Regions from separate parts of the Mus musculus genome. Here all the other regions are linked to region 1. A link is a contact called in public promoter capture Hi-C data. All regions are on one chromosome and are shown on one strand. Each heading gives the region's core, a stretch centred on a gene start, on an enhancer-like site or on the middle of the called end of the contact. The rest is flanking DNA. Distances are from core to core; before and after follow the strand shown.

Region 1 (2,630 bases), core at 56-2,555:
CTATGTTAGGGACTCAGGCCCTCCTTTGTCTAGGTAACACATTTCCTGACCCACAAAAGAACAAGATGACGTTGATGGCTGGTGTCAGTTTCTGACTCTGATGAGGTCAGGGATGGGACAGCTGCAGTTACCCACAAGCCTTCCAAACCAAGCCAAACCCCAAAGATGGGTTCATTTCCCAGAAGGAAGACAGCACACCACCTGCTCACTGACATCTCAGGAGCTTTGAAGTGAGGCTTCTGGGCACCCAATGGCCTGTCAGGCATGGTACACATAGTTTCACTTAATTCTTGCTACTACTGTTTGGCCATTGCTCCCCAAGTTACAGATGAGGAAACTAAGGTTTGGAGGGGAGTGGAATCCAATTAGGCTGAATCCCAAAGCCTAAATCCTTGGCACAGCCAGGACCCAGGACACACCCCACCATCAGAAGTGGAGCCCCTTCTGCACAAATACCTAATCCCTGGCACAGCAAGGAGCTCTCTTGGGTTTGGCTAGATTCTGAGCAGGTTTGGAAGGGTTTCCCCTTCTTCTCCCTATGCACCCCAAGAGAGAGTTTCTTCTGCTGCTATCCCTCCAGGCTCCTCTTCCAAACCAGCTCACCTGGAAAAGTTTGGCTAGGTTTCCACTCTTAAGTCCACCCAGTTCAGTGGTGCGCTCAGAACGTGGAAGGAGGAAAAGAACGGAAACTGCCTTGCTTTGGATTTGGAGTTCCTTCCAATAACCCAGGGCAACTTAAATCGTTTCTCTCAGTGACATTTTGCGGAAGTCGCTGAGGTCTAGCTACGCAATCTGAAAGCGAGTGTACTCACACACCACTGTGACTGTCACCTGTTAGCCCTCACATTCCGCTCGGAAGCTCATCTCAATCAACTTCCTCCTTCTGGAACCGGAGGAGATCTGGACTAGGGGCAGGGACAGGCCCGGGGCCACAGGGCTGGTGTGTGGGGCAGCCAGAACTAGGGAGTTCGGGACTCGGAGGTGAACGACCCTTCTCAGCTACTAAGTGCTCCAGCCTGTTACCTGTTGCCAAGCGGGCCCCACGGGCTTGGCGGAATGGGTCCTGCTAGGAAATCCGGACAAAGCTAAGTTTGCTTCCGATTATCCTGTCCCCTCCCCCAGGCTTCTCTTACCTGGTGCCTGGGTTCTGGCTACGCGCTTTAAGTCCCGCGTCTTCAGCTGGCGCCCCAACCCGAGTCTGACTGCGCAGCTTGGCTCTGTCCCTCCGTTTTCCCCCGCCACCCCCTCCCGAAGTCAGTCCAGAAGCTCAACGGCCTTGTCAGGCCACGCCACGCCCCCCAAGACCACGCCCTTGACACGCCCCCTATACAGTTCCCCTCTGGGCCCTGCGGGAGGTAGCACCAGGCTCCGCCCACCACAGCCTCCCGGTTCAATCAAACGGCCACACCCCTTAGCACAACACTGAGCTGGCTACCCTTTGCCAACCCTCCAGCTCTGCCCAGCCCTGCAGCCTGGTTCCAGCTCCAGATTAGAGGCGAGGCCACGTACGCGCCTTGCTCCGCCTGCTTTGGGCCTCCAGGGGATAAGGCCGACCTGGGACCCCAAGTCTGCCGCTCCAGTCTCTTCCAGCCTTGCGGAGTCTCACCCCCTATGGTCTCCCCCATCCTTCCCACTTCCCAACTATGCCGCTGGCGGTCCTCTGAAGCCCTCCTGTTCACCCCTTTGAGTCCATCACTTTCCCCAGGGGCTCACCCTTAGGCCTCCAACTGGGAGGCAACTCCCCGGCTCCGCCCTTCCCGGGGGATTCTCTGCTCCGCCCCGAGCCTGTTCCCCTTAGCAACCTGGCTCAGGGCTATAAGCCTGGGGCCCCGACGCTGGCATTCTAGGACGGGCGTATCCTGGTGCAACCCGGGAATGGCGTGGGAGCGTTCGCGTTCCAAGACCAGGTCTCCGTGTGGAGGCGGCTGGAGCCAAGCACTTTCTGAAAATACTAACAGCTACCAGTGGTTGAACTTTTGCTCAAAGACAGGATGAAAGCCAACAGCTGTTAAAACTCTGCTCTTCAGTCCCTACCACTCCTGGGCTACTTTATTTGTACCCATTTTATTATTTGCACCCATTTTACAGATGCACAGCCCAAGCTTTAGAGAGGGGAAGTCGTGGGCTAGAGTCTAACAGCAGAGTCGTTCGTGAACCATTCCAACGTCTCGAATCATACTTAATACTTGTCCTAGCTTTTCTGGATTTTGGTCCTTGAAGAAGTGGCCCAGGCCAGCCAGCTGTGGTACAGCAGGCTGGTGAAGGGGTGGCAGGAGAGGGCAGAGGGCCTGAGACCTCCATGGCTGGCTTCTTCTTTGAGAAAGTGGTCTGCCAAAGATCTCCAGATGTCTGACACATCACAATGCACTACAGACCATGGATCTGCCTCAGGCAGGTTACCAGGTTAACAAGCAGGGCCATTAACCTGTGAACTGCTGAAGTTCTTTAGCAACACATCTCACTGGCATAGCAGTACAAGCCTCTGAGGGGAGGGTGTGGATGTGCTTGCTTTACCAGTGGGGCGCTGGATGCAAGGCTGCCCAGTGGTTCTCAAAGCTGTTCTCACCCTAGAAGCCCCATCGCTGCCTGGGAACTTGTTAGGTTCATGTTTGGGGTTTGAGGCACCCAGA
Region 2 (2,630 bases), core at 44-2,543, 1.3 Mb before region 1:
AACAAAAGAACTTAGGAATAAAAAACATGGAGAGGGGGGCAGAAAGCAGCAATAAATAAAGGTGAGCGAAGGACCCCGTCCCCCGCCCCTCCCCGGAGCTAGAGTGGGACTCGGCACGGCTAATAAAGTGGTTCAAGGGTAGTTATTTGCAAAGGGGGCGGGGTGGCCGGGGATTGCATGTTGCATTCGACTTGAGCTTGCATCTTCTCCTGTTGCCTGGACCACTCGCTCCCCCATTGCAGTGCTTCCTCCTCGCTCCTGCCTCCTTTCCACCCCCACCCCTGCAAACTGCTGTTGCACTGGAGGGAGTTGGGGTTGCTCGGGAGCCCCCCAGCAGCTCTCAACGGCGGGAGGGGACCGGGGCTCGGGCCTGGCCGGGGCTGCGACGCGGCGGCGGGCCGGGAGTTTGGCGGCCGCTCGGCCCCAGCGCCGCCGCCGCCGCTGCACCGGAGTTTGGCTGCTGCTGCCCTACTTCACTCTAGTTTAGTTTCACTCACTTTACATCCGGGTTTTTTCCCTAGGCAATGGGTGCCGCAGCACACCCCGTTCCTTAGGCAAAGTGAAATAAATTCGCCGCACCGACACGTCAAGTAGTCCGCCCGCCCGAGCGCCGCCGCGGGCCCCCGCCGCCGCCCCGTGCCCCCGTGGGGGTCCCCGGCGCCTCCCGCGAGCGACGGGCTCGCACGCAGGGGCGCGGGGCGGCCCGGGACCGTCGCGGTCCAGCTCCGCCCGGCCCCCCGCCCGCCCGCCCGCTCTTCCCTCGTCCCCGCTTCCCCAGCTCCAGTCCCTCTCGCCCGGCTCTCGGGAGCGGCGGGGGCGCGCACGGCGGCGGCGGCGGGCCGGCGGGGCCGCGCGGCGGGCTCCCGCGCGGGCGAGTGTGTCTGGGCCTGGGCGGAGGGATCCCCGGGCTGAGGCGGCGGAGGTGCTGCGGCCCGGGGCCGGGTGGTGAATGGGCTGGTGGTGCTCGCTGCTGCTGCTGAGAGGAGGAGGAGGAGGATGAAGAGTTGGGCTTGTTTGTCTCCCACAGTTTCTCTCCTGCTGCTCTGATTCCTCCCTCCCCATTCCGGCCCGGGGCCTGTGTGTGTCTCTCCTGGAGGAGGAGGAGGCTCCAGTTCCTCCCCCCCACCCCCTCCTCCCCACCCCCCCTTGCCTGGGGAAGAGGAGGAAAGAAACAGCCCAGAGAGAGAGAGAGAGAGAGAGAGAGAGAAAGAGAGAGAGTGTGAGTGAGTGAGAGAGAGGAGAGGAGGAGGAGGAGGGAGAAGGGAACAACCTACCATCTTAACACACTAATATCTAAAAAGTGCGAGAGGCCCAGAGCAGCAGCAGCAGAAGCAGCAGCGGCAGCTCCAGCCTCTTCCCTCCCTCCCCATGAAGAAGAGTTCCCTCCTCCTCCTCCTCCTGCTTCTCCTGCTCAGAGTTCCTGCCTCCAGCTGCCAGGGGGGACAGCCAGCCAGCAGCAGGAGGGTGCAGTATCCCAGCTTTTTCCATTCTCTCTTTTCCTCACTCTCTCTCTCTCTCTCTCTCTCTCTCTTTTTTTCTTGAGTAGCTCTATTTCTCCTCCCTCCCCCTTCCCCCCCTCCCTCTCTCCCTCTGTCTTGTCTCTGGTGTTTGTCTCTGGGAAGGAGCAGGGGCTGCTTGCTTGGAGTTTGTTGTGGGGGGGAGGTAGGGGGAGGGGAGGGGTGTGTGGGAGGGAGGAGGGAAAGGGGGTGTTCTTGTCAGGACCCCTCAGTCAACTTGAGATTTCAGCAATAACTTCCCCTTCGGGGCGCCCCCCTGCGTGCCCTTTTCCTATTCCTCTCCCCCCCCCCTCCAGGAAAAAAAAAAAGACAATGGGAATACCTCGTCTCCCCCCTTCCTCCCCTCTGCCCTCCACCCCTCCCTAGGATAGATTGGAAGTAAGTTTATGAGCAGCCTCGGGAGCCTGGGCGCTGAGTACAGGGCCAGAGCGGGTGACAGGGGCGGCGCGTCGGGGGTGGCGGCGAGGGGGCGACACAGAGTCCCCGTGGGGGGTCGGGCTGGGGGGCCGCAGGGGCGGGGGGCGCGGGCCGAGGCCGCCCCCCGCGAGTGCCTGCGGCCAGGGGATGGCCGCCTGGGCCCCTTCCCCACCCCCACCCCCTGGGATGCTGTCGGGGGGAAGTTTTTATTATGGTTATTTAATTTTAAAAAATATTTTTTTGGGAAAACCATCTTGTTTGGTGACTGAGAGATCTGGTTTAAAAAAAAAAAAAAAAAGCTGCGGCTGCTGACGCTGCCGGGCCCGAGTGTGTGTGAGTGAGTGTGTGTTGGTGCATTTGTCTTGGGTGGCCGGAGCAGCGTTGGGGAAATTCCGCTTATTCTTCTTCTTCTGCAACTTGTTATTCCGAGGAGTCCGCCTGCACCCCTCACCCTGGGGCGGCCCTCCCGCCGTCGCCGCCGGCCGGCCGCCCCGGGACCCCGCGCGGGCCGGGGACTCGCAGGCCCCTCAGAGAGGGGCCGCGGCCGCCCCTCCCCCCCGGGCCGCGGGGGGAGGGGCGCGCGGAGTGGGACTCTTTCCGTTTGGTCCAGCCCCGCGGTGCACGCAGTTCCCAACACTTCTCGTCATCCTCTCTCTGCTCTCTTTATTCTGCTGAGCGGTGCTGTTAGGATTTCTT
Region 3 (2,630 bases), core at 48-2,547, 1.1 Mb before region 1:
AGGAGGTCTAGTAGGACAGAGTTTTTCCTCTCCCACCACCCACTGCTGAAAGGAAGAAGAAGGTGGGCCTAGCTGAGCACGAGCGCAGAGTTCTTCCTGCCTTGAGTTCTTCCGCATCATAGAAGCTGACCACCACCGCTGGCACCATCCATGTTCGGAAGAGTGTCTCCAGGATGTTTCTGGCTACGGCATCAGTTATCAGGTGGAGGTGCAGCGGATTTTTCCTTTTGGGTGGAGAAAGTTAGCCTAACATGGCTGTGCGGGAACAATACAGGATTCTCCCCACGGGAGGAAGCCCTGTCTGCTACAAGGAGCTCTTGGGAATGTTCTGGTGGCCCCCTTCATAAGAAAGGAAACTCAGAACAGTGGGGCTTTGTTACGGGCAGGTTTTTGACCCTCATCCAGGCCTGTCTGTACCTGTAGAATAGCAGGGACTTCGTTAGGGTAATAATCTCTCGGCTGGAGTTGTATCCCGCACACACGATAGCCACATGCAACATCTGGGGAGGGGACACCTAGGTCAGCAGCGGCCCTCAACTTCTACTAGCTAGCTTAGCCATCCTGGTCTAGAACAGTGTAGCCCCACCTGGCATCCGAGCGGAGGTGGGGATGGGGAGAAGGGGTGCCTAGATGCAACGCCTCAATTTCATAAGTGAGGAATTAGAACAGGAGTGGGGGGCGTGCGTTGCAAGCGTCCTCTGGTATCCCAGCTGGGTAGCTACATGTCAGGTGCTGTGGTTCCCACAAATGCCCAGATGGTTGGACTGGCCAGGAACCTCGGGGATGGCAGCACTTGGCACAACTACCTCGCACTTGGGTGGCAGTAGAAGCTGCGGGCTGGAGGCGGAGAGGTTGCGACTCCTGTACGGGTCTTCATCGAGGGTAGCAGTTGTGCCCAGTCCATCTGAAAAGACACGTGGCGTGAGCAGGCAGCGGTCACACAGGGTCCCTTCTTCCCCTGCCCAGCTCCGGCGCTTACAATCCGGGTCCCGGCCGAACAGGAAGAAGCCAACCACTAGCAACAGCAGCAGCAGCAGCACGGCGGCCCCCATTGCCCGGGGGCGACCTCGGGGCAGCATGACTGTGGGACTCAGGGCGGGGCGCGACCCCGGGCTGCGGGCTCCATCACCGACCCTGCGGACCAAGGACCATAGCAAGATGAGCACTGGACCGCGGGGCCCGACGGCTACTCGCCCTGCTGTGCGCAGCAGCTGGCCTCACCTGCTCCAGTGGCTCCGGGAAGGCCCTGTTCCTCCTGCGACCGCCCTGCAGTCAGGTCCCGGTCAGAATCGCGAACTAGCCCCGCCCCCAACCTGGGCTCAGGTTTCACCTTTGCTTAGCTGAGCTGGAAGGGGCGGGGAGACCCCCGGCAGGGCCCCGCCCCTGCACCGCACGGTCTGGGAACCTTCAACCCCTTTTAGGGTGGTTTTGCACCATGGCACGGGGAGGGCTAAAGGCCTTGGGGACGGCTACCCAGGGTGGTCCTGTGCCCACTACCTGCACCCTCCTGGCTCTGGGACTCCATTCCTAAGGGGAGGAACGGATGACTCTCAAAGAATTGGCAAACACACCGCGGAAGTTTAGGAAGCTGAGGGTAGTGGGGATGGGATAGGAATGTCCGGCCCAGAGGTTAGGGACACCTGCTCAGTTCGACGACAGGAGGCTGGGCCTGCTGGGGCCACCTGTAGCCTGCAGGCGTCCTCCCTGGCCCTTAGCCCTACCCAGAAGCAGACTGGAAGATGCGGGCACTGTGCCCTTTTGAAGGCCACCTCCCCTCCTGCTGGCCAAGAGCCTCCTTGCCGCTGGGGCAGGGCCAGGCATCCCCCACTCTTGTCTAGAAAGCTGTGATTGTGCCGGGCTCCAAGGCCTGGATTTCTTCCTCCCTTTTCTCTCCACCCTTCAGCGGGCCTCCGGCACGCCTTTTGCCCTGTAGGGGTGCAGGGAGCTCTGGACTGTGAAGGAGACCCGCCACGGTCGGTTCAGCACAGACTGAATGCCAAGCCCTGAGCTAAGTGTTTGCCAAGTCTTTACTCAGGTAATCCTCACATCACCCGAAGGACACAAGATGAGATTGTCCCTGAAGAGTGAAAGGAACCTACCTATAGCCTTTGGCTACTTGCTAGGCAGGCAGCCTTTCACTGCTCCTGTAGGCTCCCAGCTGTGGCGGGTCTTCTACCTCAAGACCTGCCCCTGCCCTTCCTCCTGGAATGTAGTTTTCTCTACATCTCTTACTTATTTTCCCAGGTCCTCAAGGGAAGTTGAAGTTGCCTGTTTGTTCTGGGAGGTAGCCCCCACCTCCCACACCTCCACGCACATTCCAGGCATTCAATGTGTGTATGGAAACTGGGTGAGAACTTGGACCTGCCCTTTAAGGTAAGGGCCTCACCAGCAGCTCAAGCTGGGCCTTTTAGCGGGAAAGTCCAGTTGTATAAAGGGAGGCAGATCCATCAACAGTAGCCTGGGGCTGGCTCCCGTGATCGGAATGCCTTTCTCTGGGAGATGAGGATCAGCCTGTAGGTCTTTAGCGGTTGCTATGGAAACCGAAAGCCGCCTCTTGGACTTTTAGGAATTAAGAGAAAACCCTGGTGTGCAGGGCTTTGAGTCCCGGTGCTCCATTGTCATCCTCAGCC
Region 4 (2,630 bases), core at 79-2,578, 1.0 Mb before region 1:
GAAAGAGTGGACGCTGAGAGCCACGGTCTCCTGGGAACTACCTCACTCATCTGTGCAACAAGGCCATAAGCAAACACCTCTCATAACAATGCAAACAAACCAAGCTACTGCAGGGAGGCCTTTAGACAGTGATGGGAACATGGTGTATCAAAACGTCTTGTTTCTGAAGACTGGTTACAGAGAAAATACATCAGATGCCGATTTATTATGTCACAGCATGCTGGGAAAGGGTTCAGCCTCCTGGGAGTTATCACCGAATCTTCATATTGTGTTCTTGTTTTTCCACATCAGCTCCTAAAAGTCTCATCTGTAATGGCCCAGCTCTCCTAAAAAACACTTCATGACAACAGGCGGAAGAGCTGACGGGTGATGCAACCCTCTTTGAATATCTTTCTAGCAACGTTATAACTACACAGGGATCCTCTCAGATGGGTTAGGGGACCTCCTGAGAGATTGCTCATTGGGTAAAGGCACCCGGCTTTCCACCCTGGAACCGTATGGTGAGTGAGAACCTGCAAGTCGTCCTTTTAACTCTATACACTGCCATGCCATGCATGTCCTTTCCCAATCAATGTTTTTTAAAAAAAATGCGTCAAGAACACAAAAGTGCCATTACCCGATGATGCCCTTGGGGTCTTTTTAAAACCGGCTAATGCTAAGCTAGGTTCCCTGATCACCACCACGTTTGTCTGTGAAGAGAGGTTACGCGGGATGGGAAAAGAGGCGTGGGGGAGAGTCAAACAAATCCGAGGCTTAGGGAAGCCCTTGGGGGGGGGGGGTCCACGAGGGGCTACTTCTCTTGAAGAAGCTTTTCTCCGCTCCCACAGCACACCCCTAAAAGCCCAGTCCCCATTCTTCCAGGGACTGGCTGCAGATCCTCCCTCAGGTTGACTTCGCGTTTTTGACGAGAGTCTCGTCAGCATAGAGGGACCTCTGTCCCCCAGGCCTCCCAGGAGTTCAGAGCGGGCCACACTGGGCAAAAACGCTGTGTCAGAGTGGCCGCAGGCTGGAGTTCCTGGGCCCAGGGGAGTCCGCTTGGTGTTGCCACCCCGCAGCATAGGGTCCCCTCACCTCCATCGGTTGATGCCCACAGACGAGGAGGCCGCGAACCACGGGTCGAGGATGTAGACGCAGCGCACACAGCGCGCCCCGCGCACGGCAGCTAGCAGCGCGGGGTTGTCGTGGAGCCGTAGTCCTTTGCGGAACCAGTGCACCGAGGACGCGCCGTCCGCGCCCATCGATTGCGCGGGGACCGTCGCTGCCACCACAGCAGCCGCCGCCATCGCCGCCTGGACTGGGTCTCGGTCTGCCGCTCCGCCCGACCGCCCCGTTGGTCCCGCCCAGCGCCCGCCCAGCGACCTATGATGCAGCCTCTCCCTGGCATGACTCCGCCCCAAGGAGTCTGGATCGCCTCTGTGATTGGGTGAGACCCGGTGGGACCCTCCCTCTGTTCCATTGGTCAGCAGCGTCGGCGCAGGCTCCGCCCCCTCACGTTCCCACCATGTGTGGTCCCGCTTGGTAGCCACCCGCCGGTGACGCAGGACCGCGCTGCGTCCGCCCCGCGTGGGCTGAGTCTGGAGGGACCTCGGATCTCCTACGCATTTCGCGTCCCCGGGAAAGACAGGGGTTGCGGTGACTCCGGCCGGTGGCTGACAGACCTGTTACCGGGCCCTTTCTAACAGTTCATTGTCCTGTTCATATGTGAGGCTGAGCGGTGATTGCCTTACACAAACTGTCCTATTTTCTATTTTCATCTCATCCTGGTAACGTTCATTTCATAAACACGAATAAAACAGATGCTTGTTAGTCTTACTCTGCAGATGAAGTAAGCTTAGGGCGCCCCAGTTTGAATGACTTGCGCAATACCATGAATCCAGTAAGATTCCACTCAGAATCTTCCGATTTCAAAATCCACTTCCTCGCAGAGAATCTTGGTATTTGCATACAGAAAGGCATAAGGATAAAGGAGACGCCCTTTTATGCGGCAGGAGTGGGTTTGGGAGAAAGGACAAAGGTTTCAGAGGACGTGGGTTGAGGCAGTAATTATGCCCTCAAATGAATTCATTTCTTTTACGTTCTGTTTAGCAGACACAGTGCAGTTATTTTGCACAAAACTCTGAACTGGATTCTATGTGGGAATCAGAGATGTGCAGGGCAATATTCTCCTGTCTCCTTTGGGAATCCTTTGATTCTTTGGAGATTCTGGCAGAGTTTGCTGATTGAACAAGTGCAGCAACCGTTGCACTTGGGCTAAGATGGGCTAGTTGGGATGGAGGGCTGGAGCTATCCAGCAGAGAACTGTTCCGATTTGTCCTTGTGTTGATCCTATGGGTAGTCACCTTCCCCATCTTGGGAATGAGCAATGAAAGAATCTAGAATTTAGTCAGCAATTTAATGGCATTAATTGGCACCACTCTCTGACTACAGCGTCATTACGAGCCTCTCATTTCCAGCGCTTTGGACATGCTGTTCTCTCACATCACATGCCCCAGCCCACACCCTCGTGCCTCCTGTTTTCCCTGTGACAGCTGTTATTTTCCAGTTTCCTGGGCCCAACCTGCACAGGGGCTCACCTCATTTGGTGTCTTCCCCCCACCCTCCGGTTTTAGTACATAGTACTGGGATTGTTT

What was found. Promoter capture Hi-C pulls out the DNA fragments that hold promoters and counts their contacts. Capture Hi-C pulls out chosen DNA fragments and counts their contacts.
Region 2: a promoter capture Hi-C map of pre-B cells shows a contact between it and region 1, with 7 times the contacts expected there. The contact joins the promoter of Phf21a here to the promoter of Cd82 in region 1.
Region 3: a contact with region 1 is called in a promoter capture Hi-C map of pancreatic islet, with 31 times the contacts expected there. The contact joins the promoter of Large2 here to the promoter of Cd82 in region 1. A contact is called at or near these places in 3 of 39 promoter capture datasets (the 3T3-L1 cell line, liver and pre-B cells) and 1 of 9 other capture datasets (pancreatic islet).
Region 4: a promoter capture Hi-C map of erythroid cells shows a contact between it and region 1, with 5 times the contacts expected there. The contact joins the promoter of Cry2 here to the promoter of Cd82 in region 1. A contact is called at or near these places in 9 of 39 promoter capture datasets (the 3T3-L1 cell line, the C10 cell line, erythroid cells and 4 more), 1 of 484 Hi-C or Micro-C datasets (liver), 2 of 115 datasets of contacts at active chromatin or transcription factors (bone marrow-derived dendritic cells and pancreatic cancer cells) and 1 of 9 other capture datasets (adipose tissue).

Annotation. Positions count from the first base shown.
Region 1 is chr2:93,461,197-93,463,826 of GRCm38.p6, forward strand. It overlaps Cd82 (CD82 antigen), which reads right to left and starts at 1,306. Exons shown (of 10, transcript NM_007656.5): 1 at 1,134-1,306. The region is part of intron 2 of Gm10804 (predicted gene 10804); the gene reads left to right.
Region 2 is chr2:92,182,889-92,185,518 of GRCm38.p6, forward strand. It overlaps Phf21a (PHD finger protein 21A), which reads left to right and starts at 1,294. Exons shown (of 19, transcript NM_001362829.1): 1 at 1,294-1,464.
Region 3 is chr2:92,369,760-92,372,389 of GRCm38.p6, forward strand. Large2 (LARGE xylosyl- and glucuronyltransferase 2) reads right to left here and starts at 1,298. Exons shown (of 15, transcript NM_172670.3): 1 at 1,222-1,298; 2 at 980-1,134; 3 at 807-904; 4 at 418-500; 5 at 101-224. The coding sequence starts at 1,079.
Region 4 is chr2:92,432,741-92,435,370 of GRCm38.p6, forward strand. Cry2 (cryptochrome 2 (photolyase-like)) reads right to left here and starts at 1,329. Exons shown (of 12, transcript NM_009963.4): 1 at 1,072-1,329. The coding sequence starts at 1,283.